2 separate regions of the Rattus norvegicus genome follow, and region 1 is linked to region 2. The links are chromatin contacts, called in public Hi-C maps. All regions are on one chromosome and are shown on one strand. Each heading gives the region's core, a stretch centred on a gene start, on an enhancer-like site or on the middle of the called end of the contact. The rest is flanking DNA. Distances are from core to core; before and after follow the strand shown.

Region 1 (5,937 bases), core at 753-3,252, 190 kb after region 2:
CTCACTGAACAGAGAGTCTCAAACCCTGCCCCAGGCCCTGGCCTGGTGCTGGGTGACACAGATGTGACAGACATCTATTGCCATCCCCCAGAGCATTCATGTTGTCATGACAAGCCACCTAAGGGACGATTCCAGCAACTGGGACTCCTCTGAAGCCCCACCACTTCAGTCCCACTGCGACGCCCCAGCAGTGTGCCTCAGATCACTGTCAAAGCAAACGAGGGTTATGGAGAGAGGGAGGCAAGGCAAGGGCATCTAGGCAGGCCCAACTTCATCCCTCCCTCAGCATCCATGAGCTTCCAGAGTCTGGCCCAGTGTCTGTAACAAGGGCTTGTCCTACAGGTCCTCTGTGGCTGGTGGCCTCTGCTCCAACATAAATGAATGAATACACTCTTCGAGTCTACACTTGATCTTAGCCAAGAGGCGGAAAAGCAATACTCCTCGTGTCTAAGTCGTCCACGATGCCTGCTTCCAAACCATCCAACACTGCCCATTTCCTTTGTCCACAGGTGTCAAGTCTTCCGCTAAGCACACTGACATATATATTTAGCAGTAAAATTTTTAGTATACCAAGAGGATTTAGGACAGCAATAGGAGTAATCTGGGCTAAGCCAAAAACTACCATATACCGGCTCCTTCCAAGGTCCCACCATAAAGACAGAAGGAAAGAAAACCAGAAAGGGAGGGAGCTGGGATGCAGATCAGGCACAGGGAGAGATAGCGGAGAAATAGAAAACAGGAAAATAATAATAACAACAGCAGCAGCAATGTCTTGCTGGCACACCCTTTAATCCCAGCACTCAGAAGCAGAGGCAGGCAGATCTCTCTGAGTTCAAAGCCAGCCTGATCTACAGAGTGTAAATCCAGACCCAGCTAGGGTTACACAGTGAGACCCTGTCTCAACAATAAAGATTATATGTCATTCCCCTTTTACCGCCGCCTCAAATCCTGCCGGTTTGCTGCCCAGACCCAGCTGCGCTCCTTGACTATTCTCAGCCGGCATACTTAGTCGGGAACGCTCGGGGAATGGCGGAAATGCTCACCCACGCTGAGGTGGGGCTGCCCTCGGCCCGCAACGCAGAGGACCACGGAGCCACCTGCCCCATCGCCCTGCTTTCCAGGGAGAAAGCAGCTGCTGGAGGACCCAGGGGTGAGAGGCAGGCTACATGGGGAGTGGCCCGGGGGGGGGGGTTGGGAGTGGGGCGTGGAGGGGGAGAGAGAGAGAGAGAGAGAGAGAGAGAGAGAGAGAGAGAGAGAGAGAGAGAGAGAGAGAGAGAGAGAGAGAGAGAGGCTTTGTGAGTACTTTGTGCGTCGAGTGGTTTGGAATGAAGATTGGCATCTTGCTCTCGGAGCACTCCAGGCCAGTGGGTTAGGGTGCGCTCTATCGCCAGGTCTCTGTGAGCCTGAGCACTGGGAGCCACGGTCTTTGTCCCACACTGCGCCTCACTGCCCATCTCTGAAGAAAGCAGTATGGAGGCCCATGTGAGCAGAGGACACTGGGCAGGGATTCCCGACCCCGAGCAGTTTGAAAATACAGATGGACAGTCTCCACCCAGAGGTTTAGCACTAAACCAGGGCTTAGGATTTTCCCCGCTTCCCTCAGGCTGGCACTGCTGGGGGCAGGCAGGGTTCAGGGCTGGAGTGAAAGTCAGGGCCCTCGTTGAAAGTGCTCTTTGCCTCTCTCTGCTGGACCAGCCGGGAGCTAGCTGCATGGAGTTCTCAGACACAACTTCCCCTCTCCAGGCTGCTGTTTTGGCATCCCTGAAATCACCCTGCCCGGGCCTGTCCAGTGTCACTTGAGAGTGTGTGTATGACAGTCCTTGCTGAATAAAATGTAAATACCGGCTCTGGAGAAGCAATCCACACACCGGAGTGGGCGTTTCCTCCTAGGACTGAGGAAGGGTAAAAGGGCTGATTGAGTGAGCTGCCCTGGGACAAGGTCTCCTGCCCAGAGGCCCCGAGAACATAGACTGCAACTCCACACAGAGGCCACGGAGGGCACTGCAAGGCCCTTCAGGCAGGCCTGCCCCACAGCCAGGAAACCACTTGGAGACAAAGCACGCAGAGTTGATGTCGACCACAAGGGGCAGGAGCTGGGCGGGAAGGTGATGTCACAGCGGTAACCTGGCCCCTGTTCCCATTCGAGGACTGAAGAGGGGAGCTAGAGATAGGGTGCAAGACAGGAGTCCCACAGTAAGGGCATGGAGTCCTCCCTCACGGTTGCCACAGACAAGCCAACTGCACTGCAGGGACAAAAAAGGCCATGCAGTCTGGCTACCTTTTACTTCGTGGGCTCTCTCCATACAAATATGTACTGCCTGTCTCCGTAAGCCAGTGCCTTCCTAGTCACCGTGTGGGCTGACTCCTACCTAGCTCGAGGAGCAGCCAGAATGTTCATGTTCACCGGGCTCTATGGGTTGGAGTTCATGCATGTTCTACAAACCTAGGCAAAAGTCATAGGGCAAAGGCCTTTGGCAGGAACCTAAGTCTGTTAACTCCCAGATTTTGCGCCTCTCTGCCGAACCAGCAAGGGACTGACCTCAGAGGCCTGGGTTCCTAGAAACTACTCCTCTCTCCAGACTGCGGCTTCTGCATCTTTGAGGTGAGAAGTATCCCTGCCCAGCATCTGTCACTGTGGTTTTGCTTCAGTGGACGTAGTGTCGGGCTTCTTTCTAAATAGTTACGTGCATAGATCAGTGCTGCCCATAATCTTGGTCAGAGGCTCACAATCGGTCAAAGTCGTAACTGACTACCCAGTTATCTATCAGCTCTAAACGGGACAGTTTACGCGAACTCCATCCCACCCTCAAGGCTCAGACACCATCTCAGATGAGGCAGAAAGAATGTGAGAACCCAGGTGTGGGAGGAGCGCTGTGGCCGCTGTCCTCTGGACACGCCATGGTCGATACACTCAGGAACCCACAGCAGCTATGGTCACCTGCAGAAGGCCAGGCCTACACAGTCAGGAGTCGACACTCAGTGGAAAGTAACAACCGGCGTCAGTGGGTTACCAAAGCAACAACGAAACCCAGAGCGGATGTGAGGGTGGAGCGAAGATGTGTTGGGGATGTTAGGGGAGAAGAAGGGGTGTTGGAGGTGGATATGACCAAGACATATTGCTTACACATGTGAAACTGTCAATGAAGAAAAGATAATTTTACTTTTAGAAGATGTATCACAACTTTTTAAAGTAAAAAAAATAAAATAAAGATAATAAACGGAGGGCCCGAGTTCATTTGATTTTAATTCGAGGTGGTGTGTGGACCATAGGAATTAGCAATATGGGAGCTGGGGTGGAGAAATCTAGGGAGGCAGATGAAGCAGGGCAGCAGCAATGATGAGGAAGACATCAAAGAGTGCTCACCAACAGCAGAGAACTGAGCCCGTGACCCCCTGCTCACAGCAGAGAACTGAGCCCTGTGCTCCCCTTCTCACCAACAGCAGAGAACTGAGCCCCGTGCTCCCCTTCTCACCAACAGCAGAGAACTGAGCCCCGTGCTCCCCTGACCATATGAGGACTAGGGAGAACAAGAAGAGATAGCAAAGGCATTATTTCACAGAATAAATGAGAAATGGCGATTTCAAATTGGTACACATGACCAATGTGCAAAAATAGAGTCCAGGGTCATGTTGAAACCCAGGCATGGCAAGATATGCCTTTAGTACCAGAAACTGGGAGGTGGAGGCAGGAGGATCATTAAGTTTCAGACGATCCTTGGCTATAGAATGAGTTCTTGGTCTGACTGGACTATAGTGAGACCCTGAAAAAAACAAAACAAAACAAAAATGAACTAACAAATGGGAATCAGAGTTGAGCAAATGTTCTGTGGAGATTAAGAGCTCAACAGAACCTCAGATAGAGCAGTTTCAGCAGAGAGCAGAGGCAGGCAAGCTCGCTGGAGTCTTTTCTAGCTCCCACACTGTGACTCTGCCCTCCACCAGCCAAACACAAGGCCCCAGCCTCACAGAGCAGCTTCTGCCGGCTGGATTCAGCATGAGACCAGCCTGTCCCGGGCCCTGCTGACTGACTCAGACACCATGTGTGCAATGCAGACTGTGAAGTGCGGCGTTTGTCACAGAAGCTTGGCAAATGCTTGCCAGGATAACCAAGGGATTATGTTCAGAGACTCGCAATTTCATTTTAAAGTGTAGAAGCTAGCGTTAAAATGTACCACATGTCACTCCATCTTCTAAAATATATTTTCTCTATATTTGCCTGACTTTCATGGCAGGAAGAGCATTTTGTATGACACTCGTCTTATATAAATGTGAATCTGAGCCCGCAGCAGGCATTTTAGGAGCTCTAGGACAAATGTTTGAGAGTGTCATGTCTAAACTGCCTGCTGTTCATCTTCGTGCAGTGTCACACTGTGTCGTAGGTGGTGGTGTGTGCTTTGGGAACACAGGACAGGATGTGGAGAAGGAAAGAGGATCCTTGCTGTCAGCCTACATGGGAAACAACCTGGTGGCGAGGGACAGAGGCGGTGAGGAAAGCCATGACAAAGAGAATATGACACACAGAGACATCTTGAGATGGAGGGATATAGCATGTGCCCACATGCACACACTCGCAGTTTAAAATTTAAAAAAAAAATTAAGTGACAAACATTTAAATCTCATATCCAGCTCTTAAAGCTATCAATTATCCCCAGGAATTGTTGACCCCCGGATCCTGGGGCTGCAAAAACCTGCAAATCCCACTCAATCCTGCTCTTTGCCACACACACCTGTGATGCAGCTTAATTTATAAAGTAGTCATGGGAAAAGGCTAAACAACAACAAAGCTGAATAATTGGGAACCTTATGACCTGTTTGTGACGGTCGGTGTGTTATTTCTCCAGTTTTCCATTTAATATTTCTTGGTGGTCACCTAAACTGCAAAAATTTCAATGTTTTTAAAGAAGGATTGCTACAGTCAGAATTTAAGGGTGAAAGAGAAGAGGAAGAAGAAGAAGAAGAAGAAGAAGAAGAAGAAGAAGAAGAAGAAGAAGAAGAAGAAGAAGAAGAAGAAGAAGAGGAAGAGGAAGAGGAAGAGGAAGAGGAAGAGGAAGAGGAAGAGGAAGAGGAAGAAGAGGAGGAGGAGGAGGAAGAAGAACAAGAACAAGAACAAGAAGAACAAGAACAAGAACAAGAACAAGAAGAAGAAGAAGAAGGAGGAGGAGACGAGGAGGAGGAGGGGGAGGAGAAGGAAGAAGAGAAGGAGGAGGAGGAGGAAGAGGAGGAAGAAAGCTGGTTGTGTGGATATGAGGGTATGTACCTACATACCTGTAGTTCCAGCTCGTTGAAGCAGGAGATCATGAAATCAAGGCCAGCCTGATAAAAGTCTCAGTTAAACACATACAAAATAGGAAAAATGTGAAGGTGGGAGGAAGAGACTATAAAAGAAACACCTGTAACCCCCAAATCGAAGGGGACAAGCTGACACATTTTGTTGCTGCTGCTGCTGTTCTTGTTATTATAGGTGAGATGGCTCAGTGGTTAAGACTGACTGCTCTCCCAGAGAGCCCAAGTTCGGTTCTCAGACCCCACATCACATGGTGGCTCACAACCATCTGTAACTCCAGCTCTAGGGGAACCTGTCGCTCTTTCCTGTATTCTATGGGCGCCCGCAGGCAGGCTCACAGATACACACATACACATAATTTACAGTTGTTTAATCTAACAGTGTTTGTTATGGGATTACAGAGCATTGTGGGTAGAGAGGAGACATTTAACACTTGGAGAAGAGCAGGTCCTCTCCTAAGTTAAGCGTGGGCATCACGACAGCACAAATACCTGATAACGTCGGGTGTGAGACAGTGAAGCAAACGTCTTCACAATTCTATTCCAAAGCACTTTCAGCTTAGGATTTTTATCCAATGTCGATCACAGCTGAAGGCAGAGAAGTGACATTTTCTGGGACCTACAGGATAGGGCCCAGGCTCTAGACAGAGAGAT
Region 2 (6,698 bases), core at 4,180-6,679:
GCTGCTTGGTCATGTCCTGGTAAGCATAAGGTTGGTGGCACCTGTGTTACTTAAAGCACACATCCTGAAAATGATAACCTGGAAAGGACTGGAGTGACATATGCTTGCAATCTTTTGGGAAGCTGAGACAGGAGGCTCATGATCTTGCGGCTAGCTGAGCTATATATTGAATTCTAGGCGAGCTTGGGTTAGAAGGGAAGACCATTTCTCCCCTCTCCCCTCCAGTCATCTCCAATTTGGCCAAATCTCTGTGTAAACAGAGGAGCAAAATGTGCACTTTTTCCTCTAAATTTCTGCAATTATAGAGTGCAAGCTTTTATATGGTACTCACACATATACACAGATGCCTCTTACTATCACCTACAAGACGGCTCTATACTGTTTCTGCCATACTTTCAAAGCTACATATAAAATCAAAGGAGATTTCCTTCTCATAGAGCGGTAGTTCTCAACCTGTGGTCAAATAACCCTTCACAGGGGCTGCCTGAGACCATCGGAAAACATTTACAATTCGTAACAGTAGCAAAATTACAGTTAGGAAGTGCAAACGAAAATAACGTTATGGTCGGGGGTCACCGCAGCGTGAGGAACTGTGTTAAAGGGTCAGAGTACCAGGAAGATGGAGAACTGAGGCTTAGCCAAGGTAACCTCTGGCTACTCTATCACTAACGCTTGCCTGTCAGGGATGGTTAGGACATTGCTGACTTGGAAGTAGAAAGAAGCGGCCCAAACCAGTCAGAAGCAAGGGTGCAGGCAAGGCCATCCTTGAAGGACTATTTCTGAGGCCAGCTCCTCTGCCCGCCCACTGTCCTGCTCACCCGTGTCACAGGCACCATGGCGCACAGCACAACATCACAACACACACGGACTTCAGCACTCTTATTTTCCTACATACAGCTGGGCTCCAGTCTTTTTTAAAGATTTATTTATTTCTTGTATATGAGTACACTGTCGCTGTCTTCAGACACACCAGAAGATGGGATCAGATCTCATTACAGATGGTTGTGAGCCACCATGTGGTTGCTGGGATTTGAACTCAGGACCTCTGGAAGAGCAGTCGGTGCTCTTAACCACTGAGCCATCTCTCCTGGGCTCCAGTCTTAAGAAGGGCAGGAAAGCTGGGAAGAAGGAGCTAGGGACACTTATTTCTTTTGAGGGAAAGCCAGTCTGTCATGGGGATGGGATGCTGGGGACCAATCATGCCAGGCCAGAAGTCCAATTCTGAAAGCTGGTGTTCTCCCAAACCTATTGCAGGCCCCAGGCAGAGGGCTGACAACCCCTGCCTCTAAAGAACTTTGTATCAAAACATAATACTGTCAGCGGGTCTAAGGTGCGGGATGAAAGTGCTGCCCCCAGACATAGTTTTACATTCTTTTGATGAAACCAATCCTCAGAGGGGAAGTCCTGACTGAAGTGGCATGTCACCTTGTCCTCGTGTGGATTGTTCACCTGGATCTCAGGACATCTATCACCAGCGAGGTGTTGACTAATCGGGAAGTCTTTGCCCTTCACAGGACAACTGGAGACCATGCTGTGTGAAAAGGGAGCCTCTATAATACCGCCCTTCCTGACCATCACAGACTGTAGTAGTCTTGGAAGCCGGGGGACACAGCACTCAGGATCTGAAGCAAACTGATTTTAGGGCGAGCTTTTTTGGAGTGTGGTGTGGTCTCTGTCTCAAATGGAATGAATTCTGGCTTCTTCTAAAAGGCTGGCAGAATTAGATTTCTACTCTCCAACATAACAAGCAATCTTTAAAACAATAACCCATCAAGCTATCAACAACCTAGATAAATACAAATCAAGTCCCCAGGACTGGAGAGATGGCTCAGAGGTTAAGAGCACTGACTGCTCTTCCAGAAGTCCTGAGTTCAATTCCCAGTAACCACATGGTGGCTCACAACCATCTGTGATGAGATCTGGTGCCCTCTTCTGGTGTGCAGGCATACGTATAGGCAGAATGCTGTATACACAGTAAATAAATAAATCTTTAAAAAATAAACAAAACAAAACAAAACCCCAAAGCAAGTCTCTGTGGGTTACAAAGCCCAGCTTGAGTCACAGCTTTCTGTCCTTCTTGGGGCATCAGATGAAGTGTCACCACACTCATTTCAAAGACCACACTCATTTCAGAGAAGAGGAAACTGAGGTTTAGAGAAGAGAAGTGCTTGCTCAAGATGACACCTGATTAGTGAGGCAGAATGTGGCTCTGAGCCGGGTGTCCTCGGCATTGGTGAGTACACTCACTACTGAGCCACAGTGGACCCCGAAAGACCCAGGCCCAGCTCAGCACCTGTATTTCTACCTTTAGTAACAAACAGGCAACAGACAAGGCTTTGGGGAGAGAATTAATTTTCCTAACTTCCCTCCAACTGCAAGGGAGGGGAAGGGGACCTTGTGATAGCTTCCAATTTCTTTCCTTTTAAATGGCATGGACTAGACAGCAGGCACCAGGAGATACTTACAAGGATACACTGTATTCATTCCTGCTGAGGGCCAAATAGCAAGAGCTGTGTACTGGCCGGTTTTGTGTGTCAACTTGACACAAGCTGGAGTTATCACAGAGAAAGGAGCCTCCCTTGAGGAAATGCCTCCATGAGACCCAGCTGTAAGGCATTTTCTCAACTACTGATCAAGAGGGGAGGACCCAGCCTATTGTGGGTGGAGCCATCCCTGGGCTGGTGGTCTTGGGTTCTATAAGAAAGCAAGCTGAGCAAGCCAGGGGGAAGCAAACCAGTAGTAATATCCCTCCATGGCCTCTGCATCAGCTCCTGCTTCCTGACCTGCCTGAGTTCCAGTCCTGACTTCCTTTGGTGATGAACAGCAATGTGGAAGTGTAAGCTGAATAAACCCTTTCCTCCCCAACTTGCTTCTTGGTCATGATGTTTGTGCAGGAATAGAAACCCTGACACAGACAGCCAGTTACTCCCAGTTTAGAAGCATTACACTCTGGGCAGAGACCACCAGCTCGGCATGCACTGAGCCTGCCCAGAGCAGAAACCGCCTACACGGCAAGCACCATGCTACTGCTGGTGACCCATTGTTACCTCGGCAAGAGTGATCCATCTTGTTGAACTGAAAGTAGCCAGATTTGCATTGACACAGTGCGACGCCATCCAGGTCGGTGCAGATGGAGGTCTCTTTGTCACATTCTGGACTCTTCCGCTTACACAAGCTGCCCGCTGGGATGTGGAGAAACAAGGCAGTGAGACCAAACCAAACCTCGTCTTCACACATTATGACGCATGAACTTGCCATTTCAATAGGCTCAGGAGAGAGTTTCCCAGAGTCTTCTTGGAGCCACGGTCCTTTCAGAGGCCCCGCACGGTCTCTGCCTCTTATTCCCTGGTCACCACTGGTAAATAAATATTCACAAGAATTCCCTGTGGAGAAACCAAACTGAGCAAGGAAAGGGTGCTGCCCAGCCTACAAATGCAGCCTCGGCGTGATGCATTCTGTATCTTCACATTAAAGACGGGGTGTAAGGAAGGAGGGGGAGCTGGAAAAATTCCAGAAAATGTGACCATGTTCTTAGGGAGTTGAGAGCTTGAACCCATACCAACCAGTGCAGTCAGACCAGTCACGTGTGGAAACATGTCGAGCTCTGTGTGACCTAGGGGCCCAGGCCCACTCCTCGTGGTAAGGCAGCTTGCTTTGCCCCCAGTGTGTCGCCTTTGGGGGGGGGGTGTTATAGAATGAGATTTGAATGGTAATCTGATTCCCCAGGGTTGGCAGGAAGCTGTCTGTCTGTCTGTCTGTCTTCCCACTACAGTGGTAAAAAGGTTTATTCAGCACTGGATCTTCAGCCCAGTGACCAGTGAGTGGGTGAGCATATGCCGGGGTTGGGGTGGGGTTCTATTGGCCCAATCAGTCACCACACCAGCACCGGGAGAATCAGAGACAGACAAGGAAGGAGCCCAGCTTGAAGGCTTGTTTCATGCACATTACCTCAGGGTTGATAAAGAATCGGTTTATTAGTATCAAAAAGTATTGACCGCTCTGAGGCTTTATATAGCAAAGGTAACGAAGGGTACACTTTACCACGCCAGTGGGTGCACGGAGGGAACAGAACTATGAAACCAACTGGATAGTGGCAACTTATCTACACATGTCCAAGGCAGAGTAAGGCAGGTGTGTGCTTCTGCTGCTGGGGTCAACAGCAAGTTGAACCCAGGAGGAGAGCGGGGCGGGGGATGGGAAGGGCGTGAGCACTCTACAATGAAGAGTGGGTGCCAGTTTTGTAGGGATCCTCAAAGAAAAGGCCCTAAGCTCTTCGGAAGGTTCCTGTTCATTCTGCAAAATTAACCCTCGCCTGGGCAAGTTCTGCTGATGGGAGCTGACCCCAGGGCTTGATGGACCCCTGTGTGGAGTTCCCGGTATCCAGCCCCTTTGAGAGCCCTGAGAACAAGATTGTCTGCTCCCAGGGGGTGAGTTAGGGCACAGCTTTAGTTCCCAGTGCTGGATTTCCTGCCTTTATCAGAGGAAGCTGACGTGTTAAATCTGGGCTCCTTTGTTTATTGTTAAAAAAAAAAAAGTTCGTATTTAAGGGAAAACGTTTAAACGGAAAAATCTCACCAGGCAAAGTTTGCAAAGCTGGCACCAGGGAGGGACTCGGCCTCTAGGACCTCACATCTGACTTCTTTGAAGGCTTTGCCAGTCAACCAGACTTAGAGAGAAACACCTCCAAGCAAGAGTGTCCAGACCATCCTAGGCTGGGAAAGGCCCGCTCTGGTTAGGTATTTTCTGGAAGTTTTCCTTCCATCCTGTCCACCGATCTAGGCTGCTAGCAAATATTCATTCCCATGACAAAGCAACCAGTTCCCTCCCTCCACCAGATTTCTGTTTGAACAGGGAGGGCGGGCCCTACCCCTCCAACCAGGAGCAGCTTTCCTCCGGCTTCTCAAAGAACCTGTCTCGTAAAGCCACCCAACAGGACCACGCAGAATCTCACTTAAATCGATTCTCAGGGATGTGAATCTTCTGCACTCGTAATTCACATGGTCTTCCCTGGGCATAACATCCGTCAAAACAGACAAAGAACGTTCACAGGAGCCAAGGCTGAGGCAATGAAGGGGGATTTCCAACGTCTCCAAATCCCAGGAGACCACGAGGACTAAAGAACTCTGAAAGGAGGGAGGTGGACATTCTCTGAGCTGAGGGAAGAAAGCCCTCCTTGTCAGGAGCAATGTCCAGAGCACCTGGTGCTGCCCAAACGCTGGAAACCCAGAGGTGTAGAGGAACTGCTGCTCTAGCATCCTCTCTAGCTCCAGAAACATTACCAAGAGCTAGAGCCAGACCCCTTGGCAAAACCCAGAGAAGGTCTGGAGGAAAAACTGACGGGAGCCTAATTTCGGCTAATGTGCATGGAGGTCTTTATGCTCAAGGGACTGGAAGGAAGCAGTTCTCCTTATGGGGACAAGAGTCTTCCTATAAGCCACATGGGGGCAGTCCAGGCAAGGCAGCTGGGTGAGCAGGCCCTCCTGCTAGGGCGGGCTCTTGAGAATCCACATAATCTTGCCAACTTGATCTGGAAAGCACAGATGCATGAGCTGGCAACAGAAAAGTACCCTGGTCCAGTGCTGAGCACACCGAAGGCAGTCTAGGAACGGTAAGCAAACTGAAGAGTGCCTACTTCGATGGGAGGAAAAATGGTACCCTGGAGCCCTTGGCAAGAGAAACAAAACCAGAGATACAACCAGAGAGCCTTGACGTTTCTAGCACTCTAGAACAGGGCATGAACTTTGAAACAAGATACTCCAACTCTGTCATGTTTGGTCCATTTCCCCCCCAGTTAACTAAGTAGCCAGCCCCCAGAGCCTATCTCATGGTGAAAAGATAAGTGTCAGCTCCCGAACTCTGCAGTGCACTTGTTCACACAAGGAAAGCTCTGGACCAGCAGTTCCAACATCCTGACCCACCGGGAATGGCCGAGACCAACCAGCGGGTATGGTACCAAAACCTGATACCTTCAATTTATGTCTAACATCTGGATGCCAGATGAGGAGGTTTAGCCTAAGCCCTCAGTCAGTGGTACAATGAGCTAACCAGAGTACATTTTGATCACCAAGAGGGACAAGCCCGCTATGCCTAGGGACACTTCTCATTCCAGCAAGTTTTCCTCTCTCAGCTATAAAGCTATCCCTGAAAGATAGCAGGCATGTCTTCCAGACGAGTACTGAATCACCTTCCTCACTGACCTTACCCTAACGCAGGGCAAGAGCCTCTGAGCAAACAAGAACCAGGGAAGGGAGAGTCCCATCATGCACTCCTGGGAGCATCCTGCCTCGCACCATCTCAGTCATTCCATGCTTTTATGATAGAAGACAAACGAAAGAGAGGTAATATTGCATGTTCTTTGTCTTTTCTTAGTCATCACTATATAAAGATTGTTGGATCATTGTCAACCTTACAGACTCTATATGCCACTTTGTGTCTCCCCAGGAAATAGGAGTAACAACTTTTTTGTTCCATCAGCTCCTGTAACTTCTTCCCCTCACCCTGACACTGTATAGAAGAAACAGACGGAGTCGGATGTCGAGGAGCGAGGCTCTAAAAGCCATGTGCAGGCAGATGTGTGCATCTGAGTGTCGTGAAGGGTTGTGCTTAGACATCCTAAAGACAGGCTCTGTGAAGGAGCTTCCCTGGGCCTGAGCCCCAAATGCCTCCCATCTCTAAGTCTATGCCTGCTTGCAAGGGCA

What was found. Hi-C and Micro-C count contacts between places; a contact is called where the count stands out from the background.
Region 1: a Hi-C map of psoas muscle shows a contact between it and region 2, with 2.1 times the contacts expected there. The contact joins two enhancer-like sites. A contact is called at or near these places in 7 of 12 Hi-C or Micro-C datasets (the A7r5 cell line, the Rat2 cell line, Schwann cells and 4 more) and 1 of 1 datasets of contacts at active chromatin or transcription factors (oligodendrocytes).

Annotation. Positions count from the first base shown.
Region 1 is chr11:80,727,374-80,733,310 of GRCr8, forward strand. All of the region lies in intron 4 of Slc12a8 (solute carrier family 12, member 8), which reads right to left. Among named protein-coding and RNA genes, the nearest start is that of Slc12a8, 41 kb to the right of the region's middle. Within about 2 kb of position 2,003, at least 47 of the 93 cell types and tissues checked have an H3K27ac peak or open chromatin away from gene starts, as enhancers often do.
Region 2 is chr11:80,538,887-80,545,584 of GRCr8, forward strand. It overlaps Heg1 (heart development protein with EGF-like domains 1), which reads right to left. Exons shown (of 18, transcript NM_001427854.1): 13 at 3,048-3,182. Among named protein-coding and RNA genes, the nearest start is that of Muc13, 57 kb to the left of the region's middle. Within about 2 kb of position 5,430, at least 3 of the 93 cell types and tissues checked have an H3K27ac peak or open chromatin away from gene starts, as enhancers often do.